Regions from separate parts of the Sus scrofa genome. Here region 2 is linked to region 1. The links are chromatin contacts, called in public HiChIP or PLAC-seq maps. All regions are on one chromosome and are shown on one strand. The core of a region is the stretch at or near the end of the contact, and the rest is flanking DNA. Distances in the headings are between cores, read along the strand shown.

What was found. HiChIP or PLAC-seq counts read pairs in DNA pulled down with a chosen protein or histone mark.
Region 2: an H3K27ac HiChIP or PLAC-seq map of skeletal muscle shows a contact between it and region 1, with 6 times the contacts expected there. The contact joins two enhancer-like sites. A contact is called at or near these places in 10 of 47 Hi-C or Micro-C datasets (alveolar macrophages, embryonic fibroblasts, fetal heart ventricle and 6 more) and 1 of 2 datasets of contacts at active chromatin or transcription factors (skeletal muscle).

Annotation. Positions count from the first base shown.
Region 1 is chr3:12,106,952-12,109,733 of Sscrofa11.1, reverse strand. The region is part of intron 3 of LOC102168016 (a long non-coding RNA gene); the gene reads right to left. Among named protein-coding and RNA genes, the nearest start is that of CASTOR2, 68 kb to the right of the region's middle. Within about 2 kb of position 1,338, at least 9 of the 83 cell types and tissues checked have an H3K27ac peak or open chromatin away from gene starts, as enhancers often do. A contact at or near this core is called in skeletal muscle, where this site is marked.
Region 2 is chr3:12,284,790-12,287,571 of Sscrofa11.1, reverse strand. All of the region lies in intron 3 of LOC102157744 (a long non-coding RNA gene), which reads right to left. Among named protein-coding and RNA genes, the nearest start is that of CASTOR2, 250 kb to the right of the region's middle. Within about 2 kb of position 1,356, at least 3 of the 83 cell types and tissues checked have an H3K27ac peak or open chromatin away from gene starts, as enhancers often do. A contact at or near this core is called in skeletal muscle, where this site is marked.

The DNA.
Region 1 (2,782 bases), core at 89-2,588:
TACAGCATTGAACCACGATCAGACAGTGCATGACAGGCCCTGGGCTTACCCAGGGGCAGGCAGCTCCAAGGCAGGCTCTGGGCCATCTGGAGGAACTGCCAACTCCCCCCCTCCCGCAGGCGCGTGGAAGCAACAGCAGCTCTTGAGTTCCGACCTCTTGCCTGCCCTGTTTATGGAGACGACTTCTGAGAAACCATTTCCCATGTTCTCAGAACAGATAGTTGCAAGAAGAGGTAATGAAAGTATGGAGCTCGCAAATGTCACATTAGCGATAGAAGGAAGTACGCTGGTGAGAATCAGTCGCTGCAAAATTAATCACCCCGAGTGAGCGTATTAACATTTATAATCACAAGTGTCTTGCAGATCAGGTCTGCAGCAAACTGATTTAGCTGTAACCTGTTTGCCACACCATCATGTTTGCATTATCCAAGCGGCATGCTACAGGCTTGCCTCTGGCAGGCCGGGCTCTCCTAGTCTTGCTGGTGTGAAATGCTAGGCTCTAGCAGCCTCCAGAAGCCCCTTTTGCACCAGTCTCTGCACTTATGGGCTCCTGCCCTCCACACTCCACACCAGCCAGGTATGGACAGGGCTGGGGACTACTGAGAAAGATCTGGAACCCAGGCCTTCTGCGCTGTCTAACTGGGAGCCAGGAGATGGTGTTCCACTCATCCCAGACAAGCGAAAGCTCCTAAACCCCTAAGGAAATGTCAAGTGCCTTCCAAGTGCCCAGCTCCATCTTTCCCACAGAGCCAGCTTCCCTCCCCTCCAAACCCATGAAGCCCCCGAGGGACTGGTTGCAAATAACAGAATCTGCCTGGGGACTTACTGAGTTTGCAGGTGCCCTCCCACGCTCTTCCAGAAGGCCCGCCCCACCTCTGTCTCACACACACATATGCCTGTGCCTGTGTTCACACATGCACAGGGCATACACACACACACACGTACACGTGCATGCACACGCCACACACACATGCACACTGCATACACACATCACCCACACGCCCTTCCCCTTTGATGCCCTCCCAGGAGGTGGACCATCCATCCACAAAGACCCTGGAAAGTACTAATTACTAAAGATACTAATTACTAACTGATCTGCCCAAATTCACATGAAGAGCTCAGGCAATGTGGAAACCCGATCGAGCCCTGGAAGACGCGCACAGAAAATATACATAGGTCACGGCTACACCGCGCCAGAAGCCATTCTCATTGGCCCACGGAATCCTTAGCTGGAAATAGGTCCAAAAATAAACAGCGCTGGTGGGAGAGAGTCCCAGATAGGTTCAGATCCCTTCCAGCTGGTGTGCAGATGTGAGCAGCGGACGAGCCAACAGAAAGGGGGCTCCTTTACTCCAGAGTGGACTGCGATTCTGGAACAGGAGGAGGAGGGCCTTTGCTATTGTCCAGGCCAACTGGCTCCTTTTACAGCTGAGGAAACAGGCTCAGAGGCCTGCGGTGCACTGTCTGCAGCCTGGCAGGCTGTGTCTCCCTGCAGCCCCACCGGCCTGGGGCCTCCCCCACACCCAGGATACCAGACTTCAGAGGACTTCCAGAAGCTTCTTCCAATCGGGGGGCCCACCTCACCCTTCCCCTGCTCCCAGTATATCCCTCACCCCTCCCCTGCTCCCAGTAAATCCCTCACCCTTCCCCTCCTCCCAGGATATCCCAGCCCCGAGCCTGACAGCCTCACAGAAGCAGGGACGGAGGGAGACTCAAGGAGGTGGAGTCCTGACGTGGGCAGTTTGCACCCACCTCCAGGCCTTGGTTTCTCTTCTGTAAAATGGGAGGGTTGGATAAGTCCCTTCCAGCCCTCCTGCTCCCTGGCCCCGAACACTCCAGGGAGCCCGCAGAACCAGGATGCTCAGGAACTTGGCCCTGTGCTGCCTTTACACCCCTCTTTTCCAGGACCGGCTTCCCCCCCAGCCTGCTCCCACCTCAGCAGAAAAGCCCAGAAACTATCCCAGTTTCTCGCATCATGGGGAAAAAAAGCAAGAGTTGTTCACGACGAAGGATAAAAACCGATTCTGGAGAAGGCAGTGCTGAACCCAAGAGACGGGCAGGGAAGCTGAGCCCAAGCCTAAAGCTGGGTCATGTGACCCACAGCTCAGCGCCCTCCCGGGGTCACCCGGCTGCCCCAGGGGAGCATCCCCTCGGGGATGGGATGACCCCACATTCAGCTTCTCCTGCCAGTGGCTCAGCGGCCTGGCACTGTGTCTCTGGCACACACAGGGTCCTGAATGCCTTGTGTGGGAGACACCGCTATGTGCCGAATCTTCGCCAAGTCTCAGTTGCCCCTCGGCGCCATTCCTGCCCCAGCAGTGACCCTCCGCATGGCCTGAGACCACCTTCAAGGGGCACCATCCCCTGTGTCTCAGCAGCCCCACTCCCCTCTTGCCTCCTCACAGGGGCTCCCTCTTGCCACGTGGCACAGGATACTGGAGAGCCAGACCTTCTCCAGCCCCACACACGTGACACCTGGAAGGAAGGACAGTGCGTGTCCCCTCCTGACCCACAACTTTCCAGGGAAAGGGCAGAATCCCCACCCAGCACGTGGAGCCCTGGTCCCCTCCTCAGGGCATCTCCCCCATCCCCACTGCAATCGACACCCACAGTCCTGAGTCACTGCTGTCACCACCAGGCTCTTGCACAGGCAGTGTCCTCCTCCAGGAATGTCCCCTCTGCCTCTAGAAAGCCTTCCCGTCCCCAGTATGAGCCGGCTGCTCTCCCCCTGGGTCCCCATAGCCCTGAGCATGCACTGTCTCAGCATGTTATTTGGTGACCG
Region 2 (2,782 bases), core at 107-2,606, 180 kb before region 1:
ATTTTCTTCTGCACCACAATGTTGAGAGATTGATATTATGCTAATTTTGCCCATGTGAAACTGAGGCTCAACGAGGTTAAGTAATTTGCCTAAAATAATACAGCTAGTAAATAGTTAAGTTCAGGATTTGTTTTTTTTTTAATTAAATATTTCTAAAATCTGCTTACATGAGTGCAAGCTGTATATGAAAACCATTGAAACTCACTGAGAGGTTATCCACGATTCCTGAAGATAACTACTTTTATTCCTATATATATACAAATGCACACACACACTCATAGATACACTTAAAATGAAATCATGCAATTATAGGTCTGCTTTTTCATTTTAGGTGTTCTAATCATTATTGGCTGTCTTCCACACTGCTTTTCATGGATTCACAATTCTCCATTGCATTGCTGTACCAAATTGTATGTAACCGTTCCTCTGTTGGATAATTAGGTTGTTTCTCATTTCTCTTATAAACTATGGCAAAGAAATCTTTGCCTGTATCCAGGATTGTGCTTTAGGGTAAATTCCTACAAGTGGAATTTCTAAGTCAGAAAAATAAGAACATTTTCAGGCTTCATATATATTGGAAAATCACACTCCAAAAAGGTTGTATTAGGTTAAATTCGTATATGTAAACTCCTGCTTCCTCAGAATCTGACACGGGTATTGTCTTTTGTAAAAAATGCCAATTTTCAAAAATTGTAAAAACGTAAAAATAATGACCTCTCGTCTAAAGTTCTATTTCCCTAATTGGTAGTGATAATGAGCTATTTTCCTGTTTTCTATCCATTTGCATTTCTTCTTTTGTGAATTGCCATGTATGTCTTTTGCCCGTTTGTAACCAGGGCAATCACTCTATTTTAGTGACTTGTAAACACTTAAGATCACACTTTTTTCAGTAAACTCTGTTGCACATAGATGTCCCAGCTCATGATAAGCTCTTTTTCTTGTTTATGGTGGTAAGCTACCAACCGAAAACTTAAAAAGTTTAGGATGTCAAATGAACCAATCTTTAAAATTCCACCTTTGACTGGAACATAAAAATCAATGTATATATTATTCTAGCATTCTTACGGGTTTTTTTAATGACAGATTTAAGGCATCCTGGAGTTTAATTTCCAAACTGTTAATAATTCATTGACTAAAATCATCCCCCTCACTTTATTGCTCACTAAACTGTTACATACCTTGAGCCTGGTGTGCTCTTTATGCTGTTCCTTTGCTTGACTTGGCTCCAAGCCAGGGCCACCTGGTTGAATCATCATGGGCTTATAATGGGCTTTCATTTCCAGTCACTGGAAGCTACTCCTTCTGACCACAGAGCCTGTGTTTTTCCACAATAACCCGTCTGGGAGGTCAAGGAGGGAATTGTCACCACGCTGAGGGTGGGAAGAAAAGCTTTTACAGAAACAGAGCACTGCTTCCCACTTGTCAGCAGAGCTGGTCTTGCTGAGGAAAGTGAAATGAACAGAAGCCTGAACTGTGCGTGCCGAGTTGAGGCTATGTTTATGGAGAGTCCAAAGAGTCATCGTAAAAGAGTCATTTTTAAAATATGAACGAATGTTAACGGAGGGCTACTATGTGCTGATAATCACGCTGAGCTCTAAGGACACACAGACCAATAAGACCCAATACTTGGCTTCAAGAAGGTCCCAGAGTAGGAATGTGTAGAGGAAGTCAGACACTCTGACCTCATCTTGTGGCCAAGTCTCTCTCAGCATCTCTGAGCAGGGGCCACCAGCCCAGAGCTCAGGATCTGTTCTGCAGTGGCTTCTGAGGAGGCAGGAATTACCCAAGCATCCCATCTTCCCTTCCTCCAGGGAGTCTGCTCCTATATCAGTTCCCTACTTGCCACTAAGTGATAATGGATTTTAATCTGTGTTCTAAGTATTAACACATGGATCAAACACAACAAATTAAAAACACAACTGCAAACCAAATTTTAAAAAAGTTTTGAGTCAATAAATAGAGTTCCCTCTGAGACTTCCCCAGGAAAAAATTAGTGCCCCTTCCCTGAAGGCTGCAGCTCTGAATAATGCCAACCTATCCTGAGGTCAAAGTTCACCAGTGTCAACCTTGCCTTGCCAAGATCCAGGCTCCCACTGCTGAAGACCTCCAAGTCATGCCAGGTAGTTCAAGCTCTAGGTGTCCTCTCCCAACTTTGTACTGATGCTATTAGTTCATTGAACCAACTCCCTGTGCTTCTGGCTTTTTCCCAAGTCACCTTCTTTGATGGATCTACGGGTATTCATCTGACCCAATTTTGTTGTTGAAGAGGAAGCCTCCAGGAAAGCTTATTTTAAAAGTCTAACTCAGCTGGAACGCCCCTTTGACTCTGCAACTACTTCTTCCTGCCTGGACCATGGATGTAATGGCTGGGGATGCAAACAGCCATCTTGTGACCATGAGGCAACAAGCATGACTTTAAAAAAGTCTTCACTTTAAGAATAATGGAGCATGAAAATAAGAGCTTGGGTTTATGATGTTACTGTTGAGCCACCGTATGATCCCTGGGCCACCTACCTCAGATTTCTGAGTGAGAAATATAAACGCCCATATATTTAGGTTTTGTTAATATGATTGTTATCTGTGTAGCCAAAATGAGTCCTAGTATGATCCTCATTCTGGATTCTCATTCCAGGAACATGGCTAGTCTCTAAGTGCATCTGATCACTTCTCAGTGCAGACTAGAGTCTAGCTAACTTTTTTTTTTTTTTTTGAGGTAAAATTCCCTTAGCATAAAATGAAACATAGAGTATTTTTAAATGTATAATTCATATCATTTAGTACA